Linked DNA regions of Mus musculus: all the other regions are linked to region 3. The links are chromatin contacts, called in public Hi-C and promoter capture Hi-C maps. All regions are on one chromosome and are shown on one strand. The core of a region is the stretch at or near the end of the contact, and the rest is flanking DNA. Distances in the headings are between cores, read along the strand shown.

What was found. Promoter capture Hi-C pulls out the DNA fragments that hold promoters and counts their contacts. Hi-C and Micro-C count contacts between places; a contact is called where the count stands out from the background.
Region 1: a promoter capture Hi-C map of pre-B cells shows a contact between it and region 3. The contact joins the promoter of Sap30 here to the promoter of Nek1 in region 3. A contact is called at or near these places in 1 of 39 promoter capture datasets (pre-B cells) and 2 of 484 Hi-C or Micro-C datasets (B cells and CD4 T cells).
Region 2: a Hi-C map of muscle stem cells shows a contact between it and region 3, with 3 times the contacts expected there. The contact joins the promoter of Msmo1 here to the promoter of Nek1 in region 3. A contact is called at or near these places in 1 of 39 promoter capture datasets (pre-B cells) and 4 of 484 Hi-C or Micro-C datasets (B cells, CD4 T cells, Th1 cells and 1 more).
Region 4: a contact with region 3 is called in a Hi-C map of regulatory T cells, with 10 times the contacts expected there. The contact joins the promoter of Tmem192 here to the promoter of Nek1 in region 3. A contact is called at or near these places in 1 of 39 promoter capture datasets (pre-B cells) and 3 of 484 Hi-C or Micro-C datasets (CD4 T cells, CD8 T cells and regulatory T cells).

What each region holds. Positions count from the first base shown.
Region 1 is chr8:57,486,441-57,489,928 of GRCm38.p6, forward strand. Sap30 (sin3 associated polypeptide) reads right to left here and starts at 1,420. Exons shown (of 4, transcript NM_021788.2): 1 at 812-1,420. The coding sequence starts at 1,126. 2500002B13Rik (RIKEN cDNA 2500002B13 gene) reads left to right here and starts at 1,523. Exons shown (of 4, transcript NR_126553.1): 1 at 1,523-1,753.
Region 2 is chr8:64,732,058-64,735,098 of GRCm38.p6, forward strand. Msmo1 (methylsterol monoxygenase 1) reads right to left here and starts at 1,521. Exons shown (of 6, transcript NM_025436.3): 1 at 1,451-1,521.
Region 3 is chr8:60,991,767-60,995,126 of GRCm38.p6, forward strand. Nek1 (NIMA (never in mitosis gene a)-related expressed kinase 1) reads left to right here and starts at 1,427. Exons shown (of 33, transcript NM_175089.4): 1 at 1,427-1,997.
Region 4 is chr8:64,945,649-64,948,929 of GRCm38.p6, forward strand. Tmem192 (transmembrane protein 192) reads left to right here and starts at 1,537. Exons shown (of 6, transcript NM_028427.3): 1 at 1,537-1,685. The coding sequence starts at 1,659.

The DNA.
Region 1 (3,488 bases), core at 170-2,669, 3.5 Mb before region 3:
CTTCTAAGCTAAGGGTAAGTTAAAAATATACAGGATGTCTGGAGGTTCTGTATCTTGTTCTTCCTTTGCCATCAGTCAGAGCTCTGAAAAGTAGCAATGGAATTCTCTGAAACCTCATAGCTGGCCAAAACAGCAGACGTGCATAAAGACAGAAAAAGAAATCCCGATGGCTGCCGAGAGGGCTGTAAAACCGCAGAGGCTTATTTGCAGCCTTGGTTCGGAGCAGCTGCCCGAAGAGCTGACACCGCAAACAACGTTTACAATCATCTATCTCCCTGTAAGGCAACTGGTGAGCTCAGCTTGCTTGTCTGTGTTCAAGAGAAAGAGAACAACGAGGAGGAAAGAAAAAAAGAAAAGACAAAAAGGAAAAAAAGAGAGAGAGAGAGAATTGTGGGGTCCAGCCAGACTCTACTTTCCCTAGAGGAGCGAAGCTGCTCCCTAGGGCAGACACCGGCTCTGGCAGCAAAACAAAGGCGCCTCCATTCCAGAAGGGACTGCCCGGCTGCGAGAAAACTACTCCGGGCCCTCGGTGCTGCGGTCCCCTTTGTTTCGTTTCCAGATCGCAGCAAAGGAGGAAGAGGGAAGCCTGGCGTGGGAGACACGCGAGGCAGCGGGAGTCCGGGCGAGGGGCGGAGGAGCCCCGCACCACTGCGCGAGCGCGCGCTGGGGAAGGTGGCCGGAGTTGCAGGGACTTTGTTTCAATCAGAGAACCACTAATCCCACCTGCAACCCAATCCCCGAGACTCGTGAACCCCGCCAACCATCCGGCGAGGCACGCAGGATAGGGCAGGGCGGTCCCTGGGCCACTTACACTCTTATCCAGCTCGATCTTCACCTTCTTCTGAGAGATGCTCTTCTGGATCCTTTTGCTGAAGCTGGCGTTGCCTGCCGCGCGCCCGCACCGCTCACCGTCCTCCCGCAAACAACAGAGTTGCCCAGGGCCGGGACCGGCCGCTCCAGGTGGCCCAGAAGCTGACACTGCACCGGCACCGGGTACCTCTGCCCCACCGCCGGCTGCGTTCCCATTCCCCGCCGAGGCGGCGGCAGCCGCAGCAGCGACCACCGCGGCCACGGCGGCGGCCGCGTCCCCGCCTCGGCTCATCTCCTCCGGAGTGAAGCCGTTCATGTCTGCCAGTTCGGGGGCGCCGGCGCCGCTACAGAGCCCCGCTCGCCGCGCCGCTCCGCCTCCTTCCCCTGGGCGGCCGTTCACTCCGCACCCCAAGTCTGGTGGCGGCACGGTCCGACGCCCAGAGTCCAGGGCCGGCCGGTCTGTCGGTGCTGGAATAGCTACCAGGTCCTGTGACTGTGATCAGGAGTGAAGTGGCGCCTAGAAAGGAGACCCCACTCACTGTCACATGGAGACTTCAGCAGTTGGACCGCAGCTCCTCCGCCTCCTTCTCAACCCCAGAACCTGCGCGAGGGAGACGCCCCTCCTCTGGCCCCGCCCCACACCTGCCGCGCGGCCCCACGGGAATGGTAGTTCTTGATCGAGGAGCTAACTTGCGCTCTGTTCTGATTACGTGCGGGACCAGCGGGACAAACTACTCATCCCAGCATGCGTCGCGTGGCGAGCCACCCCTAGTTTTTTTTTTTTTCCATTCCAAGCACCGGGCAAGTCTGACTGTGAGGTCAGGCTTTTACCGTGTTTTCTCGCCTCTATTCTCTCCTGCGAGCAAGGGCTGGTTTTAGCTCCTCTTGTTTCGCAAAGTTAGTGTTCAGACCGCCAGCTGACTCCTGGGAAGAAGCATTAATGGTGTGTGTGTGTGGGGGGGTGGGGGGTGGGGGGGGGTAGTAAGAATTAAGTGAGAAAAAGTTTACGGGCTGTTTGGTATTTATTGAAAGAAAACTCGGGATACCTAGCGCTCTTTAGGCGGAGAGTCCTTCATCTCCATCTCCATACCGCAGCTGACTTCTAGAGCGTGGCAGGTCCTTGGCATACTCGTGTGCCGACGGGTTGGCAGGCATCGGGCTGCTTGTCGCCTCTACTGCCACTTGGATTCCTTTCAAACGGATCTAAGAGGGTTTAAGACCATTTAAAGGAAGCACACTAGTATCACGTCTGCAGACTACTCATCAAAACTTAGCCCTGGCTGTAGGGGACGAGGATCGAGAAACCTCTTTTCTTGAGTCATATGCATGCGTACATGTGTGCTTGTGTGTGCCGCGGGTGTGTGTGTGGGGGGGGGGGGGGTTGCGCGCGTGCGCGCCTGGGTACGTGTTTGTGCTCGCGTAATGTGTATTTTTGCCTGTGCCTGTGGTGGGCGGGGTGGAAGAATGGGCGTGGCCATGCCAACCCTGAACCTCTGATAATTATTAGACTTAAGCTTAAGCAAAAATAATTTATTTCAAGTGGAAGAGTTTTGAGAAAGCCTGTTTTAGATTCAACCAATTCAGTGACGATTATATATATATATATATATAATCGTCACAGAGGTCATGAAAAACTTAGGCCCAAGCTTTCACACCTTTAATCCAAAGAGACAAAGCCAAGCAGATTTCATTGTTCAAGACCAGCTTGGAACAGAGCAAGTTCCAAATAGAGAAAAGTTTAAATCCAGTCATGGTAGAACATGCCTTTAATGCCAGCATTAATGATACAGAGCCACACATATCTCTGAGTTCAAGGTCAATATTCAGAGCAAGTTCCAGGACAGCTAAGCTTAGGCTGGGAAGGAGTTGGAAAACATAAAGTTGGTAATAGAATAAGAAGGGGCCACATTCCAGCCTCAGCAAGTAGCAGAACTCAGGTGCTCCGGCTATGTGGCTGGCTTTAGAGTCAAGAATAGAAGGCACCACTAGGACAATTGATGCTGGCTAGCTGGAGCTAAGAAATTAGCAGTGATTACGAAGAGATCAATACCACAGAGGTGAAATCGTCTGGGAGTTGTTTTCTGAAGGCAAAAGAAGCTGTGTTTCCGAGATACCCAAGTTTGTACCCTGTACTGCAGCTGTACTTGGTAATGTATAAGTGTCACCCAAGTGGTAGTGGTTTTGAAGGTATGAAGGGGTCATGAAGAGCAGCTGTGAGAGGCCAGGGAAGACCATTGGTGAAAGTGCAGCCTCAGTTGTTGATGGGTTAGGACTGAAGAGGTTATGCAAAGGATTTGAGGCGTGGCACCATGAAGAGAGCCTATGAGAGGTGAAACTTAGTTGCAGCTGAAGGCCCCTAACATATTGGAGATGCCAGTACCATAGAATGATCACCAAGAACAACAGCAACAGTGGAGTGGAGTCAATCTGCTACAGAGAATGCTACAGAGGGCAGAGCTGGAGAAGTGACACAAGCCCTTTGGAAGAGCCCAGAAGATCATGTGTGGATCCTAGATACTGGAACAAGAAGCGGTAATGTTTAAGTTGCCTTGGAGACTCCAAGATGTTCAAAAATGCCAGAGCCATGGGTTATCTGCTGAGGAAAGCTGCTAACAGGGAGTGGAACCAACCCAGGAGAAAGAAATTTGTTGCAGTCAACAAAGATGTAGAAGGAGTTA
Region 2 (3,041 bases), core at 271-2,770, 3.7 Mb after region 3:
TGGTTTTCAAATGATGAGCTGAGGCTTAGGATAAATGAATAACAGTACAAAGTTGCACGGATGGGGAGTGGAGGAGTACAGCTTACCCAGGCCCCCTGAAAAGGCTGCTCACACTGGCGGTATGTTCTCACTCCCCATCGTTTTCTATTTCTATCCGTATGCTCAACTTACTCTTAAAAAAAATTTCACAAAGTGCCCCAGGTCTGTCTGTCTCTCTCTCTCTCTCCTCTCTCTCCTCTCTCTCTCTCTCTCTCTCTCTCTCTCTCTCTCTCTCTCTCTCTCTCTCTCTCTCTCTCTCTGCCTGTCTCTCTGTGTCTCAAGATCTGTGTCTTAAGTTGGGCTTAAAACTATGAAACTAAGGACGACCTTGAACTCCTGATACCCTGCTGAGATTACCAGTGTTCGCCCACACACTCAGCAACCATCAAGATTTGACATTTCTCCATTTGACATTTTTCCTAGTCTCATGGAATGCTGGTTGATACCCATCATCTGTAACTCTTATCCTGATTTAGATTCTGATTACCCAAAAGGCTGCTGGCCTGGATCAAACTTGAATGCATCCTACAGTGCCTCAGGTGCCCATCGCAAACACGCTTTAATGCCTAACTTGAGAAACTTCATCACCTCCAAAAGAGCTGTTCTAGTCTCTAACTCGGCATCCTCGACTAAGTCTCCCAACTTCCACACAATGCTGAGACAGCGTTCAGTTACCTCAAGTTCACGCTCCGTAATGAGGAGAGGAAAACAGGGCATGTAGTTTTAAACAAAGTGTCAGATAAAGTGATCAGACAGGAGAGGGGAAAGCAGGCTTTGCTGAAATGAATATCCTGCCTTTTCAGTTTTGAGCAGCCTGCTTGCCTGGAAATTCGATCTGAATCAGGTAGACTAGATCCTCGGATTTCAAAAAATAAAAAGGATGAAAAAAAAAATGTATTCGTAGGATAACTTAACTCCTGGCTGACGATCCCAGCCCCTCTTTCGGCACTGCAGCTTAGAGAAGCCTTAGGCACAGGGTCAGGATCCATTTAAACATAAGTTTAAACCTTCATGGTTCAAGCGCGGGTAATTCTCCTAATGTGAAGCCCAGACCTCTCGTCCATGCACCCCTCTCTCACATGGAGCCACATCCTACAATACCTCTGGGACAGCTTCCTAGATCCACAAACACAGAACACACCCTACTCCCCCACTTGGTGATGGTGTTTTTGTAAAAAGTTTTTAAGACTCAAGTCAATGAACCAGACTCCAGGTGATTGCAAACTCTTTAAAGGGCAGGAAGTGTTGTCATTCCAGTTGCATCACTTGAGAACCTAGGCTCCTTGCCTGGAGTCTCGCACAGCCCACCCAGGTTCTTCCCACCGCATCCTTACCGGCCTCAGCCGGACACCACCCTGCTGGTCCCCGTCTCAGTCGCCCTCCACCCGGATCAGGCTAGAGAGCGCCTTACCTGGCGTCCCCGCGACAGACAGCGGTCTAAGCGCAAGTCCTGGCAGGTGCAGCGGCCTCCTCACTACCTCTGCCGGCTCAGGGGCAGGGCCCGGAGGCCGGGCCCCGGCTCGCCTGTCGTAATTGGTCCGCCCCACTCCCGCCCTGCCTTCGCCGTGCAGTGATTGGTCCGTGCTAAGGCCCGGCAGCGTGTGACTCAAGTCAACGAAGCCCTAGCGGCGCCAGTCATTGGCTGCGCGGATGGAGTGAGAATAGTGAGACCCGCGCGGCCAGCCAGTCGTCCGCGCGGCAGCGCAGCTGGAGGCGGGGCGCCGCGCGAGCGCGTGACGGCGTGACGGGGCGGGGCAGCCGCGCGGACCCGGCGTCGCCTTGGCAACCAAGCGGTGGGTTCCTAGGCGCCCAGTGCTGTGGGTGCGCTGGGTTGTAGCATCTTGCTACTCACATTGGCTTGGCTTCATCCAGAACCCGGGGAAAAAAGTGGTATATATGTTTTAAAGACTGATTTGAGTTTTTGGTCTTGCTTTCCTGTAGTTTATTCTGGATTTCGATCTTTCTTTTTTTTTTGAAAATGACACTTATTTCTTATTATTTATACTAGTATGAATACTACATTTATTTTCACTTTAAACTGGTCCACATATCATATAGTTTAGTTATAATAGTTTGAATTCCATTATAAATAATTAATTTTTACATACTAAATTTATTCTTCAAATTTATTAATGTATCCTTTTTCTTACACTCACAGAGCCAGAGACACAGAAAGCTAGAGAGACAGAGAGATAGACAGATAGGTATGATGGGGCTTGAGGGAGTTATAGTTGGGGAATGAGGGGAAAATATGGTCAAGATAAACTGTATAGATGGATGACATTTTCAAATAATATAAAATAATAAAAACAAAATCAGTGATGTAAGTTGGATTTTTTTTAGGCTACCCTGGAGTTTTTAAAAAAATCACTTTCTAATATTTATTGTAATCAGATTAATAAAACTAGGAATTAAATTTTCATGTTAATAATATTTTTGAGACATAAATATGAAAATGATATTAAGGTAACCTGACAATTTATATGTAATGGACAATTTTGTGTATTAGATTTCGATCTTCCTTAAGACAGGTCTCGAGTTATAGTCTGGCCTTTGAGCTGGATACGTAACCTAAGGACGGCCTTGACCTCTAGTCCTCAGGCCTTGGATCATCCATCTTGCCCCCCACGTACTTTAATAAGTGAAGCTTTTTTCAAAGTTCTATTCTTTTTATCTCATTTAGTGTCTGTCTGTGAGTGTGTGTTCACAAGGGGAGTTTGTGCTTCCTTCTGCTTTGTGCTGCTGAGGGTTAACCTCATACGCTCAGGCTTGTGCTGACTGAGCCTGGCAACTATCTTTTAATAAATCTCTGCACATGGACCATAGGGTACTAGTGCAATATAGATCCTGCAATAGCTGAGGGATGCCAGCATTTCCCGTGTTGCAGATTGAGAACAAAGCTCAGAGAGGCTAGGGGGAGGGGCACATGTATGCTGAGGCCCTGGCAAGGCAGCTCAGGGGTAGAGTTTATGCTTAACATTCTAGGGGGCTGAGTTCCACAG
Region 3 (3,360 bases), core at 177-2,676:
TGTCACCATCTGGCAAAGAAGCCCTTAATCTGTCCATTTCCAAGCTGGAAAGAATTATAAGCTCCTGAACCTAGAAAAGTCGATTTGGGTGTGTGGGATGGGGAAAGGATGGAAAAGAGAAATCAACTGTCTACAGATCTTAGGCAAGGTCTATGCAGCCTCGGTAGTGTTCCATTCACACGAATGGAACAATGTGGACAGCAACTATGGCTGTATACAAAGACACTATCCTCTTCCTGCCTCAAGTATGGACTTCTAGAGTGCCATCCTCTAGCTCACTGAGTAGAGCTACTCGGGATGACACCAGGCTTGTTCTCAACTGTTTCAATTCCTGCATCGAATGATTTTTAGTCTACTGTACATCGTCAGTCCCTTCAGTATAAAGTGTATATACAGTAAACATAAAGGTGTAGGACACTGTAATGTAACTTTGTATTCTAAAAATTAAAGATAAAACTGCTTCGTTTAAGTTCACGAAGTAACTGTGGATATGTGCATAAGTTCAGGTCCCGGTGCTTGCAGAAGATGCTCCTGAAGTTGTTACAGGTGAGTTAACCAGACCAAGGTTTGCGTCCCAGAACCCTGGTCTTCTGTCTTCAGAGATGAGCTGTTTGAGCCATCCCTTAAAATAACTTTTTAAAGGGCATTGTACTTAAAGAAAAATTACTTGTAAATATTTGGCATCCTCAGTTAAGTAATGAGCGCTCAAATTAAAAGTACCTTATCTGTGTACCGTGTGGGAAAAAGTTGTTAATATGCTCTCTTCAGTCTGAGTCAGATTCCTGAGCGAAATTCCCGCCTTCACTCAGCCTAATTCTTTCCGGTTTTACTTTATTCTACCGACACCCGTCTTTCACATGCTCCTTTGAGCTTGGAGTACCTCACGCTCTCCCTTTGGTGCTTGGAGTTTTTAACTCTTGAAGTTGCTCCAGTCTCCACCTCCCCGCCCCCAGTCCCCGGTGCTTGCACCAATGCACTTGCCCAGTCCTTTCTCTAGTCCCAGTACTTCCTAGCTCTTTTGGCCCAAACATATTCCAATGGCCCCGCCCCTTGACGATGCCCCGCCCCATTCCCCCGTCCCCGATTCTGCCCTACCCATCCCCGGCTTGCTACGCTCCGCTCCCAAACCGCCCTTTTTAGCTTTTACCTACCACAGGCCCCCCACTCACTGCACCCTCTCCCTAGCCTCTCTCTCCTCTAGGCCGGCCTCTGGTCCTTCACGCTCCCCGCTAGCTCAGCTGCTGGCTGAGAGCCGGGTCCCACTAGCTTTCCTATTCCGTAACCCCGCCCTTCCCCGGAGCCCCGCCCCATCACTCTTAGTCCAGCCCCGCCCCGCACGTACAGTCCGTTCGCTTCGCCTGGCCCCGCCCCCCGCAGATCCCGGCTCCTCCCCTGCAGCGCCACAAGTCGGCTCCTGCGCGCTGACGTCACACGCCAGCGACAGTGACGCGAGGGCCGTTCCCCTCTCCTCAGCAGTAGCTCTATGGTTTCAGGGCGGCAACGTGCAGCGTCCTTACCTTGAGCCTGTGCAGTTGCCCTCACCCCGGAATCCATAGTCACTGTGACGAGGCGGGAGGACTTGGGCGACAGGTAGCCTCCCAGTCCCACACGCTGCGGGTCCGCGCCTGGCCAAGCCACCTCGACCTGTGAAGTTGGGGGCGGTACCCAGCAACTCCCCCTGTGCAGCCGCCGTTTCCAAGGGGTCAGGAACCGCTGTGTTTGTTTCGTCCGCGTAGCCAGGGCGGGTCGCGGAGTACTGTGCCTGACCCGACGGTGGCAAGTCTGACGCGTCAGCCAGAGACCGGTGCCCGGTGTAGGAGTCGCAGCCTGGGCTGTGAGCGGCTGCTGGGTAGACAGACTTGCTTTCTCTTACAGCATGTCATTTCCAAAATGCATCGTGGTGCTTCTGCCTTAAGTCCTATAGGAAGACACTGCCGCCACTAGACCGGTGCTTATGGTCGCCACTGTTATTCTGACTCAGGTCCCGTGTCATTGAGGTGAGTTGCGCGTGGGAAAGCAGTGACAGGCAGACAAGCAGAATGGTGAACTCACCGGGAGTGAGGAGACCTGTATAGATCTGTGGAGTGCATGGATACTCGCCTTAAGTGTTTGCGCCTAAAGCACCTTCTCCTTAAGTTGTTAATGGGGAGGACTTGTGTATGGCTCAAGGCAATTCTTTGGTATTCTAAAAAGATAACGCTCTCTTAAGAGACGATAAACTAATCTAAGTAGATGATAAGTCACTTAAATAGATTAGATTAGATGCCTGTATATTTTAATGAGAAAAATAGCAGTTAACTGGTTACCCTAAAGCTTTCCATGGTTTGACACAATTTCCACGTGTAAAGTATTAAAAGTTTTGCCACTTTAATAATTCAGTGTAACTTTGGGAAGGGGTCTTGGGGATTGGATGACAGGAACTCATTTTTGCTAGGCAGGTGATCTGCCACTGAGTTATATACCCTGCCCAATGTTTTATTCTTCCCTGTAAGATCTCCCTAGAAGCAGAAATATTTTTACTGCCTACATAAATCACATCGGAAATGTTTGTGAAGGCTTAAAAGCCCTAGTCCATCTGAGCTTTCACGGTGATGGGCTTTGCTTATGCTGCAGTAAGTGGAGGTGATGGGCAGCAGCCAGATGGAAAAAGAAGCAGTTCTTTGTTTCTAGTTTCTAGGATCTAGAGGTCTACATTTAAAATGGCCTCTTGTTCTGGTGAAACCAGAGTAACAGATTTTGTGGGGAAACTGGTTTTTACACTGAAAAAGAAAGTCTGTCAGAAATCTGATGAAGGCTGTGGGACTTAACCACAGTTCTTTTGAGGTCGTGTTACTAATGCATTGGCACTGTATTCCAAGTAGGTTTTACCCTTCTAGAATCGTGGACATGATAGCTTTTCAACAGAGGAAGTTTCTTTTTGCTTGTTGATAGTTTCTACTATAAACTCCTTGGGTATTGTCTAAATATATTTACCAAGAAGAAAACACATACTTAAAAAATATTAGCAATTCTTTATTTTTTTTCTAGAGATTCCTCATAATGAAAAAAATAGAGAATTTTCCTTTCTTGGAAAACACATTGACCGTTTTCTACAATTCAGGTTGTCTCTATTGTTTTGGAAGAACCGTGTGTATAGATTTTGCCTGCAGACAGTACCAGAAGACCTCTTGGCATCTGTTAGAAGTAGGCCTCACCTATTCCTAATGTTTCCCTTTGGAATAACCTATCCATCAAATATCTGAAAGAGCTAATGCTTAATCTCTGTCAGTGTTTTCCTAACTGATGGAGATGCAGTTTAAAATTCCTGTACTCTGAAACTTTTAATATGTGGTTCATGTTATTTATCAAGCACTACTTACT
Region 4 (3,281 bases), core at 287-2,786, 4.0 Mb after region 3:
AGAGTAAAGGCCAGTTAAAAGTGTGCAGTACATAAGGAAATGTCCTTTGAGGATTTCAGGGCTGTTCCTTCCCAGGGTCTGTGGAGAAGCTGGTTGTAGAGAGGAAGGAGCCAACATGATTCAGCTAGCTGTTCCAGGACACGAGGACAGGCATTCTTTCCAATGGACAAGTCTAGTCACTGTCCTTGGGGCCCAGTCTGCTCGGCGTTGATGACATCTTTGCCTTCCAATTCCTCTTCAACCACAGACCTTGAGGACTCTTCCTCAAATCTCTCTTCATTCTTCATGAGATATCTCGTGTAACCCAGGCTTGCCTCTAACGCACTATAAAGCAAAGCCTGGCTTTGATATCACGATTCTCTTGTCTCCTCTAAGACCTGGGACTACAGGTGTGTGCCACCACACCCACTTCCCCAGTTGGATTCTGTGTGTGTGTGTGTGTGTGTGTGTGTGTGTGTGTGTGTGTGTTTAAAACTTGGCCTGCAGAGATGGCTCAGTGCTTAAATGCACTAACCACTCTTCCAAAAAAAACCTGGGTTTGATTCCCAGAACCACTGTCTAACTCCAGTGTCTCATCTGGCCTCCCTGGGCAATAGGCACACACACAGTGCATAGCCACACATGCAAATAAAACACTGAAATGCATAAAATAAAAGCATTTTAAAAATACTTTGTATATAAAACAAAACAACTCATCCGTTGCGATGATGCACACTAGCGATGCCAGATTTCACTGTGTGAAGGCAAGTGGATCAGGAACTGAAGGCCCGTTTCAGTGCACATCAATTTCTAGGTCAGTGTGAGCTACTTGAGACTTTGTTTTAATTTTTACAAAAATGAGGACTGGGCAATGAATGGCTTTTGCTGTCAAGTCCAGGATTCACATAGTGGAAGAACTGACTTAATCTTGGGTCAAGTGTGGCGGCTCATCCGAGCATTCCACTAGGCAACAAAGACAGGCGAATCTCCGAGGGTTCAGTCTGGTCTACATAGTGAGTTCCGGAACACGTAGCGCTATGTAGAGAAACCCTGTCTCATAAAAACAAAACTGAAACCAAAAATAATCAAAGGACAGAAAAAGAAGAGATGGGGAAGGGGAAAACAGAAACAGAATACCTTAAAAAAAAAAAAAAACTACAGAAATTTCCTGTGGAGACATCTGTAAATCGTGTTATAGAAATTGGAATCTATTCTAATTAAGTCCCTCTACAGGTGGAATTGCGATTTTTACTGCGTCTTTTTCCAAACAGAGCTATCTATATTGTTGCAAACAAAAATTGCGCCAACAGAAATAAGTTAATATTCTAAAGAGAAGTAGTTTACTTGGTTTAAATGGTTGCTCGAGAAATTCATCCTTTAATTTCCAAATCTCTGATAAATGGATGAAGCAACAGTTTAGGGGAAACCCCAAAACAACCGCCTGGGCTACACTGCAGCTCAAAGCTGGAGTCTGCAGGGGGGGCCACGCCCCTGGCTGCTGATCGGCTGATCTAGGTGGAGGGGCGTGGCCTTCGGCGGCCGGGGCGGGGCGAGCGCAGAGTGGGTGTGTCCGAGGCGGGGCGCGCAGGTCCTAGTAGGTGCGACTGTCCCGGGCCGTCGGCGCCCGGGCGCTGGTGGAGAGGTCAGGCTGGCGGGGCATCGGCCCGCGACGGCGGGTCATGGCGGCGGCCGGCCGGCTGGAGGACGTGAGTGAGGCGCCGAGCCCTGTCCCCGCCATTCGGCTTCCTGTGCTGGGCTCAGGGGGCGGAGACTGCGGGCTAGGAGCTAACCAGAGCCGCAGCGGCTCGACCATCGGGGACGCAGGGTGCGGGGTGACGCGACGGGCGGGGACCGCGGACCCCGGGAACGTCTTCCTGAACGATCGGAGGGACACGGCAGGGTGGGCGTGCGGGACCCTTCACTCGGCGGCTCACGTGCAGTGCGCGTCTTTGGTTCCGGAAATGGGAGCTTCACGTGATGCGAGCTGGCTTGATCTGTCCTTCCTGGGAGAGACTGACAGGCGGGCTTGCAAGCCCGGGTGACCCGGCTTCTGTGGGCCCTCCTGCGTTGGTCGGAGAGCACCCGGAACTTGGAGTGACTCTAACCTCCAGCATCCCTCGGGCGGACTTGTAGCTCTCATCTCCCGGAAACGCAGATTGGCGCATAACAGTTATCATGTGCTGTTTTGAATGTAGGCATGATAGGAACAGTGCTTGGTTGCTTTAAAAAAAAAAAGTATTCGGTTGCCCAGTTCATGATGTAGCCATTATAGAATAATACAGTTGCAAAAATCTTGAGTTTGCAAGCTCATTAAGACACTGATTTATTTGAAATTGGGTGTGGGGCGGGGGAAACACTTTGGGAGGAAACATGCGTTTGTTTCCAGAACAAACTGTTTTGTCCAGTGGCATAATACAATTCCTGCCCTTGAGAAATGCAAGGCTGACATTATCTTAGCACAGTGACCTGAGCTAATAACTAATAAAAACATTATCATGGTCTTAGTATAAAAGTACATCAAAATAATAATAATAATAATGATAATAATAATAATAATTAATAATAGCAAGGTTCCAGAACTGTAAGGGCTTAGATTCTTGTGTGTTTGGGTCCTGCAGTCATTTATTTATTTATTTGTTTATTTAAGACTTGCTATGTAGCCCTAGCTGGCCTGGTACTCATTATATAGCCTAACCTGGCCTCAGATTTGCCTATCTTCCCTGACTCAACCCATTTTAATGCTAGGATGATGTAGCTAGTTACATTTTCTTGATGAAATATGTTTCTAACAGCAGGACTAATCTAGTTATTTTTCAACTGAGAAAATGGGAAAGCAACTACTACTTGGAAACTTAATACTTAGGCCTCTCATGGAGGGCAGTCTTGTAGCTGCCCTAACCAGACTAATCCTGGCACTATGTCATGCCATATGGCCACCTCTACCTCTCTGCTCAGCTCTGGTCCTGTTTACCCCCTTGTCTGCTGGCTGAATCCCTCACCTCTGATTTCTTCTCCCAGAATCCCTTTCTCTCCTGGAAAAGCCACCCTCCACTTCCTGCCTAGCTCTTGTCTCTCCTCTCCTTATTACAGCCAATCAGATACGATTCTAGATCAGATGGGGAGAATGAATATTTACAAAATAGAAACCCAGTAATGGGCTGTAGAAATGGCAAGACCAGGATTCTGCCAGCATTTAGCTCTCTGCTGGTCCAGAATTAGCAATTGGAAACACAGAGACACACCTTCACAGAATGTACCCCAACTTGAATATGCTGCTGTTTCCTTACCTGAGATCTGTCGTC